2 separate regions of the Mus musculus genome follow, and region 2 is linked to region 1. A link is a contact called in public promoter capture Hi-C data. All regions are on one chromosome and are shown on one strand. Each heading gives the region's core, a stretch centred on a gene start, on an enhancer-like site or on the middle of the called end of the contact. The rest is flanking DNA. Distances are from core to core; before and after follow the strand shown. Region 1 overlaps Gm15286 (a long non-coding RNA gene). Region 2 overlaps Ankrd55 (ankyrin repeat domain 55).

What was found. Capture Hi-C pulls out chosen DNA fragments and counts their contacts.
Region 2: a promoter capture Hi-C map of liver shows a contact between it and region 1. The contact joins two enhancer-like sites.

What each region holds. Positions count from the first base shown.
Region 1 is chr13:111,594,910-111,600,793 of GRCm38.p6, reverse strand. The region is part of intron 2 of Gm15286 (a long non-coding RNA gene); the gene reads right to left. Among named protein-coding and RNA genes, the nearest start is that of Gm15286, 18 kb to the right of the region's middle. Within about 2 kb of position 2,538, at least 10 of the 459 cell types and tissues checked have an H3K27ac peak or open chromatin away from gene starts, as enhancers often do. A contact at or near this core is called in liver, where this site is marked.
Region 2 is chr13:112,312,259-112,318,301 of GRCm38.p6, reverse strand. The region is part of intron 1 of Ankrd55 (ankyrin repeat domain 55); the gene reads right to left. Among named protein-coding and RNA genes, the nearest start is that of Ankrd55, 27 kb to the right of the region's middle. Within about 2 kb of position 1,336, at least 30 of the 459 cell types and tissues checked have an H3K27ac peak or open chromatin away from gene starts, as enhancers often do. A contact at or near this core is called in liver, where this site is marked.

The DNA of each region.
Region 1 (5,884 bases), core at 1,289-3,788:
TTCTCTGTTTACACGGAGTTTATAATTCTGTTAACACATGCTTGTACATTGAAAGGATTATTTTAATTGAAATTTCAAATTTAATATTTAAATTCTAATAAGTTCCTAAAACCCACAGGATACACTGGGTTCTGTCCTTGCTACCTGGGATTTTTGCAAGGACATAGAAGACAAACTAATTATATTTGATAACTTTTTCTCATAAAAAGAGAACAAAAACTTTGCCAAGGATTGCAACCTTGAAGTCAGCCAGGGTTACATAGTGAGTTCAAAGCCAACGTAGGCTATGTAACAAGACCCTGGCTGTCCTGCTGAGGACTTTGCGAGTGAAACTGCATTTGTCACAAGATGATTCCCAGCTACCAGGCTTTGATATTATTTTTTTACCTCCCAAGAGAAATACTTCAGCTAGACAATAACGATGAATATCAAAATAAAAAACTGGCCACTGGGAGGGCAAGAGGGCTCATCAGCTAAAACTGCTTGCTGCACAAGCCTAGAGACCAGAGTTCAAATCCCTGGTCCATGGTGAAAGGAGAGAACCAATTCCTGAAAGTTGTCTTCTAATCTCCACTTTTGGGCTCTCTCTCTCTCTCCACACCTGCATGTGCAAAATGTAAATATAAATAAATACTGACAATTTATAGCCACAAGCAAGGGGAAGGCTCAGGTTGGATAAAGCAGTCTAGAAGCTGAACACATCATCCTGCTCCTGAAATCCCAATGCTACTGAGGCAGAGGCAGAGAGGCAGAGAGGCAGAGAGGCAGAGAGGCAGAGAGGCAGAGAGGCAGAGAGGCAGAGAGGCAGAGGCAGGAAGGATCTAACATTTGAGGCAACCCTCGCCTACACGGCAGAAATATCATCTCACACAAAAAGAAGCAGAAAGACCCTTTGGCGAACTTGAATCAGCTATTCTCCTTTCACTGGGGAAAGGAATAACTGCTACCCAGAGGCCAGTAGACAACCCCTCAAGCCAGCACACACTGATTAATCTGAGATTATTGACTACTGTGGTTAAATTGCCGAAGAATCAAATCCAGATTATTGTGTCATTTTCCAAATCACGCTTCCTGGACTTTAAACCTGCCCTGGTTTAAAAATGAGACTGTGTTTTTGAGAGGCCCAAGGTGGACAGCCTTCCTGCCCCTAGAAGTGCTATTTCAGGGGAGCTGGGGTGATCACTCCTAGTTGTCCCTTAGTCCTTGTCCTCAACATTCAAATCAAAATGTTAGATTTTGGAGATCTTTTTGAGTTAGCTTCAAAAAAAGGGACTGCAAACTAAGGAGGAGTAGGGGTAATGTGAGGTACTCTTGCTCCCTAAGTCAGCTGGCAGAAACCACTGGTAGGGCAACTGTAGGACCTGGTGAATTTAAGATTTTGAAGACCTACAGGGACAAAAAAAAATGGAGAAAAGATGAGGGAAAGGAGGTTCAGTGACCGGCCCAAATTGGGATCCATCTCGAGGGGAGGCTCCAAGGCCTGACACTATTACTGATGCTATCTAGACAGGAGCCTCGCATGGCTGCCCTCCGAGAGGCCCAACAAGCAGCTGAAAGAGTCAAATGCAGATACTTACATCCATACAATGGACAGAAACAGGGGACCCCTGTGGTTGAATTGGGGAAAAGCTGGAAGAATCTAAGTAGGAGGGTGCCCGCATGGGAAGACCAGCAGTCTCAACTAACCTGGACCCCTGAGATCTCTCAGACACTGAGCCACCAACAAGGCAGCATACACCAGCTGATATAAGGCTGCAGACACACATACAGCAGAGGCTGCTGGGTCTGAGTGGCTTCAGTGAGAGAAGAAATAATCAATCCTCAAGAGACTTGGGGCCGAGGGAGTAGGGAGGTCTGGGGGAAGAAATGGAATAAGGAACAGTCAGAGGGTAGATCAGGAGGAGGGATAACAATTGGACTATAAACAAAGATTAAATAATAATAAAAAATATTTTATAGATCCCAGTAGGAGGGTCCCTCCCTCCTTGCCTTCCCTCCCTCCTTCCCCTTCTCTTTTCTCCATCCTTTCCTCCCTCTTTCTCCTCCTTCCTTCCCTCTCTCAGTCCCTCCTTCCTTTCTTCCTTCCCTCCCCTCCCTTCTTTCCCTCCCTCCCCCTTCCTCCTTTCCTCCCTCCCTCCTCCTTCTCTCTTCCTCACTCTGAAGCCCCAGTTGGCACAGCCCTCTTGCCTCTGCCCTGCCTTCCAATGTGTGATTCAGTTATGCACCACCATGGCCAGCTTTTGCTATACTTGTTTTGATGTTGTTATTGTTTAATTGTTGGTATTTGGGTCTCACTCAGTGGCTCAGGCTGGCCTTGAACCCAGGGCAATCCGCCCTGGTTCTTTCTCTGTGATATTTGTCAGTGGCCCAAGTGCTTTGAGCCTGCATAGGTTAAGTCTCCAGCATCCTTGGTCTGGGTTGGCTTGATAGGCAGTGACCTTTACTCCAGATCAACTTTGTCCTCCCCGCGGCACACCTGGGACCTTTGTTCCGTCCAGACTCCACCTCTGATACTGAATTCCAGAAAGTTGCTCCCTGACAACAGCCTTCCACAACTCCCAAACATGAGTCCTCCACTTGGCCTTTGAGCCACCAGAGTTCACCACCCACTGGGCAACTGCCCGAGGTCTCCTCTAACTACCCCGTTTCTGTCTCTATTGTGAACCCGTCTCAGTGCCACCACAGGTTTGCCTGTGCTTTTGCTCTGGCAGGCTCTTATGTAGCCTGCGATGGCCTATAGCTCCTGATCCTACTGCTGTAACCCGGACTGTCTTGCCACTGACTTGAGTCTTGGCCCCTCTGGCTCCCATCTCACCCCAGCTCCATCCCTCCATTTATTTTCTGTCCCTGCTCTCCCACTGCTTGAAGATTACTGAGAAATCATGTAACTGTAGATTGGTTGGGATGGCGTTTACCTACCGTGTACAAAGCCCCAGTTTTAACCCCGAGTATCATATAGACTGTGAGTTGTGATATCTGCTTATAAGCCCAGCTCCTGAGAGGTGGGTACAGAAAGATGAGAAATTCAAAGTCATTCTTGGCTATAAAGTGAGTTATAGGCTAGCCTGGACTACATGAGATACTGTCCCAAAAATAAAAGTGGGTGCTGGGGAGATGGTTCAGTTGGAACATGTTTGTTGCTCAAACATGAGGAGCTGAGTTCAGATTCCTAGCATCCATATTAGAAAGGAAGCCTAGTGGGTTGTGCCTATAATGCCAGGACTGGAGAAGCAGAAACAAGGGGATTCCTAGGATTTGCTGACCAGTCAGTCGGGCTGAAGAGGGACGTTCTCGTTCAGTGGAAGAAAGAACCTGACTCACAAAAAGATGGTAGAGAATGAAAGGAAGATACTCAGCATCAGCTCTGCTCTACACACACACACACACCATACATGTGTATAAGTACCTGCACACAAACGCACACACATAAACATACATGATTGTACTCACACATACACACACACAACATACATGTGTACAAGTACCTGCACACAAACGCACACACATAAACATATATGATTGTACTCACACATACACACACACAACATACATGTGTACAAGTACCTGCACACAAACGCACACATATAAACATACATGATTGTACTCACACATACACACACAACATACATGTGTACAAGTACCTGCACACAAACACACACACATAAACATACATGATTGTACTCACACATACACACACACAACATACATGTGTACAAGTACCTGCACACAAACGCACACACATAAACATACATGATTGTACTCACACATACACACACACAACATACATGTGTACAAGTACCTGCACACAAATGCACACAAATAAACATACATGATTGTACTCACACATACACACACACAACATACATGTGTACAAGTACCTGCACACAAACACACACACATAAACATACATGATTGTACTCACACACACACACAACATACATGTGTACAAGTACCTGCACACAAATGCACACATATAAACATACATGATTGTACTCACACATACACACACACAACATACATGTGTACAAGTACCTGCACACAAACGCACACACATAAACATACATGATTGTACTCACACGTATACACACACACGCACAACATACATGTGTACAAGTACCTGCACACAAACGCACACACATAAACATACATGATTGTACTCATACACATACACACCAACATACACGTGCATAAGTACCTGCATACAAACATGCACACATAAACATACATGATTGTACTCATGCACAAACACACACACACACTGTCTCTGCCTTCCATTTTTATTCCTCAAAGTTCCATAGTCTTTTGGTAAATGTCTTGCTGGATTGTTCCTTCTTCCTCGTGGAAGCTTCCATTGCCAACGCCCTACTCTGGTGACCCCTCCCAACTCGGGAAAGGATGCTGGTGGCACCACAGGTGTAGACAGGCAGGACTATGGAATGCTGGCTTCATATGCACCATTCCCTGCAGTGCAGACAGGAAACTGCAGAAAGAAACCACCAAAGAACAGTGGCCAACCATGGCCAAGCATTGTGGCACACTTGGGAAGCACAGGCAGGTGTTTCTCTGAGTTTGAGGCCAGCCTGGTCAACAAAGTGAGTTCCAGGACAGCCAGGGCTACACAGAGAAACCCTGTCTCAAAAACCCAAAAACTATTAAAAAAAAAAAAAAAAAGACTATCTCAGAAATTAGTTATTAGTTAAATAAATAAGCAGCCAGAAAGGAACACTTGCAGTGTTGAGACATCAGGGAATGGAAGCCTTCGATTTGCATGCCCATGGAGCAGAACATTCTATAATTGGCCTGAAGAAAGACACTTGTGTCTCTTCCTTTGGCTACCAGACAATTGAAGCCTAAGAAACTGGGATTTCCCTAGGAATCTCATACTAGGAGAAGGTAAAGGCTGGAGCCTGGCGCTGGTCCCAAGCGGAACTGTTCTCAGGAAAAGATTTCCACAGTTCTGATAACTTATCAGAGAGACTGGAAGCTGAGACAATGTGGGGTCCACCATGGTGGGCCCACAGCTTGTCTAGAATTGTTTAGTGATGTGTAACTCTCATCTTCTATTGAAACTGAAACTCAAGAAGATGAGACGGGGTTCCCTGAACTTCTTGGGGTTGGCTGGACTCCTCCATCTGTTCTTCTGCTGATGTGGCTACAATGAAACAAACTTCTTTTTCTTTTTTTTTTTTTTAAAGATTTATTTATTGATTATATGTAAGTACACTGTAGCTGTCTTCAGACACTCCAGAAGAGGGAGTCAGATCTCGTAAGGGATGGTTGTGAGCCACCATGTGGTTGCTGGGATTTGAACTCTGGACCTTTGGAAGAGCAGTCAGGTGCTCTTACCCTCTGAGCCATCTCACCAGCCCCAAACTTCTTTTTCTGTTTTCCTGTTTCTTGTCTCTTTAATTGGCCTTTTGAGGATGGGTGTGGCTGATGGCAGCTTGTGGTACCAGGGCAGACTCTGACCTTAACACCAGCTAACACTTCAGCATCTTCTTTTTGAAGGCACTATATTGCTTATGAGTGGCCCCAAAGCCTTAACAGTTTTCATGACCAAAGAATGGCCAGACTTTTCCTCTCAACTAAGTAGACAAGCCCTGGCATCTCATGAGAGCTCACTACTGTGACTTCTGGCTGACATGTATGTTATCTATATAATTCAACAACATTTGAGTCTCCTTCACTGATGCTGGGATTACCCATCTGGCCCACCAGCTCCTTCAAGGATGCTGCAGGGCTATCCTAGTCTCAAACAGAGAACACCCCCCCCAACCCCCTGCCACCCAGTCCCCAGTCTCCTCCAAGCTTAGCCTATTTGGGGGCTTGGAAAGTTATAGAGAACTTAATATCTAAACACCAACAAAAGAATACACGCCTCAGG
Region 2 (6,043 bases), core at 87-2,586, 720 kb before region 1:
CTGAGTCAGCTTAGTCACATACTCCTTTCTGGAAAAGACACTTCTGAAGAAAAGTGGGCCACTCTAGGTCATTTGCAACGCCACCACGTGTTGGCAAGGAGCCTTGGGATTAGGCACTCTTTGCATGTCATGACTCTTTGGGCATGCTGGTTTCCCAAAATTAGAGAGACCAGCAAGGGAAGAAGGCCAGTGTCTTGGCTTCAATCTATTCTTCAAGACCCAAAGCATGCTACAGTCTTCTCTTTTGCTTGTTTCCTGTTTAGAGTCAAGTTCTCGTGTAGCCCAGGTTAGCCTTGAGTATTCTATATAGCCGAGGCTGATCTTGGATTGCTGATTCTCTTACATCCACCCCTTGCATTTGCAGATGTGGGCTGCTATGCCTGATTCTATGCAATTGTTGGGCATTGAAGGCATGTGCTTTCTAGGTAAGCCCTCTACCAACTGAACTACATCCATGGACGCATGACCTGTCTTCTTAGTACCTCAGTTCATCCATCTTTGGGAAAAGCATTATGCTCCTCCCTCTCTCTCCTCCAGAGATGTTCTGCACCTTCATCTGTGATGACTGTATCTCCAGATGCCTTTATCCTGCATGGGAGGATACATGGGAGGGAGGCACTGAAGACTGGGAAGGGAGAAGATGGGGCTCTCCCTCCCTTGCTTGGCATCCAGCAGTAGCTGCCTCCTTCCCACCAGGAGCTTTCCCTATGCAGAACTAGCTCTCATGTGGCCCCCCTCATAACCTGCCCACCACTGTTGTCCTGCAATTGAAAGGAGAGCCATACCTTTTCATTGGTGCTCATCTACTGCATTTATATTGGCTTCTCATGCCTCATTTTGCATACCCCCCCCCCAATTAAAACCTGTTCAGTTTCAAACACCTGGGTTTGTAAAGATGCTATTTCTAGAAGAACTAAGGTTGTACGAAACTGCTTTGAATGAGGGAGCCAACTGTTTACTGTGCCTTTGTGAAGAATTGATCCAACAGGTCTTACTGCCAAGGATGACAACAGACTGTGGTCAGGTGACTGCAGGAATGCACAGAGATGGTTAAGAAGCGAGCTGTCTTGTGGGACACCTCAGGGGAGGCTGTGCCAAGCCCCTCTATTAGAGAGAGGATATCTCAACAGTTTTAAAGTTGTGTTTTTCTTCTCGGGTGGACACTAAGACCATTGGCCTTTTGGTTCTTTGAACTTTAGCTGCCACGAGTCCTAAAGTTTGGGTTTGGTTTCTCTGTCCCAGTATTTCTGAGAAACCATTAATGATTTTTACCCAGCTAGCCAGTCCAACGCAAGCTCGTAGCTGGGGATGGCTTATTTACAATAACATTGTTTTGTACAGCGAGTGACTGCTTTCTAACTCGTCCATGTTTTGAAGCAGGCTCCCCTACTCATTTGCATGGCAGGGTGCGGTTGGCTTGATGACTTTGGAGTCAGATACCTTGGGTATATGCCAGGCTTGTGCTAACCAGCTGCGTGGAATTGTGGGCCAGTCACCCTCACCGGGCTTAGTTTCCTTATCTGTAAAGTGGAGATCTTGACAACACTGACAAGTGCCTCCCTTAGAAACTACCTCCCTTGGGTGGAGTGACTCTGTGTTAAAATTAATCCTGTGTGCTTAACAGCAACCTGGCATTTAGTAAGCATTTTTTAGTACTTGCTACTTATTCTGCTCCACTTAAAAAAATGTTAGCTTATTTAGACAGTATTACATGTCTGGGGTATATATTTAAAATAGGGCTCTTGTTGATGAAGGCAACTAATGAAGCCATATATCACTTAGATTTTGTTACAGATCTTCACATAATTCAGGGCATTTTGTTAAGATGATTCCCAGGGTCTCTGGGTGTTGGAACTAAGGCCCCAACTTAAAAGAGGGACCTACTTTCTAGTAATACGTGCACATTCAAAGATGCTGGTAGTGACCCCTGGGAAGAAGCCTGATTGGGTCAGGAAGCTGCCGACGGTGACAGGTGGACTACGGAGCTGTTTGTTTCTTATTGATCTGAGGCAGGGCATCACTGTGTAGCCCTTGATGGCCTAGAACTCATGAGTTGTAGATCAGACTGGTCTCAAATTCATGAGTGATCTACCTGTGCCCCCCACCCCACCCGCCGTGCTAAGATCACAAGTGTATGCCATCACACCAGATTCAACTGTGGGGTTTTAGAAACTGCATGCTACTTGATAACATGTTCATGTTCAGTTCATGACTGATATACACAGTACTTTCATCACGATGTGGTGCTGTACTGCCTCCTAGAATTAGGATCCCAAAAATATTTTGCCAGAAGGATTTGAATATTACATTTATGTGCAATATATCTGAGCCTGTCAAGTACCCATGAGACTCATTGAAAGATGGCTGAATCTGTCTTTTCTGTTGCTCAACCTCCCCTCTTCCTGATGCTAGCTTTACCTTGAACACTCCGGGGTGGTCATCAGTACTCCACTTCCAGGCAAACTGCAGTTTCAGTGGACTATTCTATCCTGACCCAGATTCAGAATATGTGACCTGGAACAGAGCTATTAAGAATTTGCATTACTGTGGTCGAGGTGACATATTCAGGGCTGTGGACCGATTAGAGTCTATGAAAAGCAAATAGACTCCAGCTGGGATTGTGGCGAGCACTGCTCTCCTCCCTCCCCTCCCCACCTTCCTCTCACACACATTCTCTCTCTGTTCCACTGCCCATGAATTGGGAAGCTTGCAGTCAGCATCTGCCTGGTGAGAAGAATGAAGATGGAGCAGAGCAGAGCTGAGCCAGGGGAATGGAAGAGCTGGCAACTGCTGACACCACTTGAACCCCCAATCACAGCACCTTAGGCCAGCAATATCCCTGGAACATTTGCATATGCCAAGACATCCTTCTTATTCATTCCCTTATTTATTTTATGGCTTGTCGTTTTGTATTACCTTGCGGACATGCTTTAGTTTTCTTGTGAGTTTGCCAGAGAGTCCTAGGCAAGGACAATTTTAGCAGTGGCACATTGGCAAGGAGCATAAGGTATTAGACGGATATTGGCTCCACAGGAATTAGTGAACTAATTCACGAGGAGGAAACGCTAACTGATAACTGATTATTACCACGTCGAGGGAGTGATAGGGCCCGTCCATTCTGCACAGGTCAGGGTTACACTGAGATATTTACCCTGTGTGTTAAATGTGGCTGGAGGAGGCTGGGAAGAGTAAGAGGAGAGAGGCTACAATGAGGTGTCGTGAACTTCATTTGTGTATCCTGAGTGGTTTAAGAGAGCAGGATGGTTAGTTCTGGAGATAATTCCATGAGGTCACGAAGGTGGTCTAGTTAGTTGAGTTTGCATACACAACATTTAACCATTTTAACTTTACAGTTCTCTGGCCTTAAGGCATTCACAATATTGCACAACCACCACCACCCATCTCCAAGCCCTTTTCATCTTCCAGAACTCTGTACCCATTACATCATAACCCCTATTTTCCCTGCCCAGCCTCTAGAAAGCTCGACCGTACTTTCTGTGTCTGTGAATCTGAGTCTAGGTTTTTCATATGTGTGGAATGAACACTGTTTGTCTCTTTGTGACTAGATTATTTCACACAGCATAGTGTCGGCTCATTCATGGAGGATCATGTGTCCACTTTTCCTTTTGAATGTTGAGTGATCTTCTTTTCTACATACAAACCAATCATATTTATTTCTCTATTCATCTCTTGGTGTCCACTTGGTTTTGCTTTTTCTTTTCTTTCTTTTGGCTATTATGAGTAACGCCCCAGTGAACATGTGTGCACAAATTGCTTTGGTAGCCTGCTCTCAACTCTTTTGGCTATAACCTCAAAAGTAGGATTGCTGGTTAATGTGATTATATTGTTTTTATGCTCAGTTTTAACAATCAACTATACTGCTTGTGTTGATTTTTTTTTTGGTCAACTTGACCCAAACTAGAATCATTTGGAAAGTTGGAATCTCAGTTGAAAAAATGCCTCCATAAGATTTGTTTACAGGCATATCTACAGGGCATTTTCTTAATTTATGATTGATGTCGGATGTCCCAGCCCACGGTGGCTGGTGTCATCCCTGTGTGAGTGGTCTTATGTTGAATAAGAAAGCAGGCTGAGTAAGCCATGGGGAAGGTATAGTAAGAAGTGTTCCGCTATGGTCTTTCTTTCAGTTCTTGCCTCTAGATTCTTGCCCTGAGTTCTGTCAGTGATGGGTTATAACTTGAGAGTTGTAAAATAAAATAACCATTTCTTCATGTTGATTTTGGTCATGGTATTTTCTATCACAACAATAGAAACCCCTACTAAGAAACTGTTTTTTCAAGGCAGCTATACCATTTTATACCACATCTGTATATAGGTTCTAATTTCCCACATCCTCATCTTGCTTACATATTGTGTGTGAAAGGATGTTATCTTTCATAACAACCATCCCTTTGAGCCATTCAACCTTTGAATGGTTAAAGTGGCTGAGTATTTAGTCGTAGTTTTAAATTACAGTTCTCTAATGATTGCCAATGTTGAATATCTTTTGCATATGTCATTGGCTGTCCCTTTATTTTTGGAAGAATGATTATTAAGATTCTTTTTTCACTTTGTAATAAGGTCATTGTTTTGTGATCTTGGCCTTTAGGGACATATGGAGAACTTCGCTATTGATATTAATGCCTATAACAGATGTTGGATGCACAAACTGCTACTCCTCTATGGCTTTCCTGTTTGCAGTTAGTAGAGTCTCTCAGAAATTTGTCTATATTTCTCTTTTGTGGCTTGTGCTTTTGGCATCATGTCCAGGAAATCCCTGCCAAACCCATTGCTAGATGCTCTTTCTTTGGGCTCCTTTCTAAAAGTTTTATGGTTCTACACATTATGATTGGGTCTTTGATATGCTTGCTGTAAGGTGAGAATTTAAAATCTTTCCTGTTATTATCTACTGTCTTAAGCACTGTATTTTGAAGATCATTGTTGAGTGATCTTAGCGCTCTTCTTAATTTTATTTTATTTGTATTTATTTTTTTCAACATATGGTTTCTCTGTGTAGCACTGGCTGTTCTGGAACTTTTTTTTGTAGACCAGGCTGGCTTCAAACTCACAGAGATCCACCTGCATCTGCCTCCTGAGTGCTGGGACTGAAGGTGTGCACCACCACACATGGCTATCACCCTTCTTAAAAACTAGCTAGCCATAGATATATGGAATCATCTTTGGACTTTCAGTTCTACTCCATTAATCTGTATGACTACTACCTTCATGCCAGTACCACACTTTTTGGTTACTGTAACTTTATAATTTGTAAAACCAGGAAAGGTGAGGCCTCTCTCTAATTTTGTTTTTTTGTAAAACTGTCTGAAACGTCTGGGAGATCATTAGGATTCCAAATGACATTTTTGAATGAAATATCCCATGTCTATAAAAAAGTCATTGAGTTTTTGTCAGAGATTGTACTTCTCCGAGAACCAGTGACATCTAAATATGCCTTTGTAGTTCAGGAAACCCTGGATGTCTTCTCATTTGTTGGCATCTTCTTTAATTTACTTGAGCACCTCATTGTAGTTTTGGGTGTGCAAGTCCCTTGCCTTCTAGGTTAAGTTCATCTCTGTGTACTTTATTCTTCTTTTTCTATTGTGAATGGTCTTGGTTTCAAAGGGCCCTCGTGTAAACAGTGCTACAATGAAATTATCCTGGACTCCTACGCAGTCAGAAGTAACAGTGATGGAGTGACAGAGAAAGACATTGGAGTTACTAGAGCTTGACAGCCAGGTTCCAGGTCATGCCACAAGAACACAAACATCCTGTTAAAGATAGATAGTCTTGGCTAGAAGACCATCCAGGAAGTATGCTAAGAAGGAACTTAAAGTGAGAGATGAAGAAGGGAGAAGGAAAGGAGGTGTCCTACAAGGCTGATCAAAGTGAGCTTCCGAGTTCATTTAGCTTAGGATCTGCTAGGAAACTAGCAATTAAGAACGAGAAGACTCTTAGAGGCTCCGTAGAAATGCTCAGTCTAAACCATGGTGAGTGTGGATCCCTAGTCTTACCTTGGAGCTGCTACAAAGAAAAGAATGGTTGA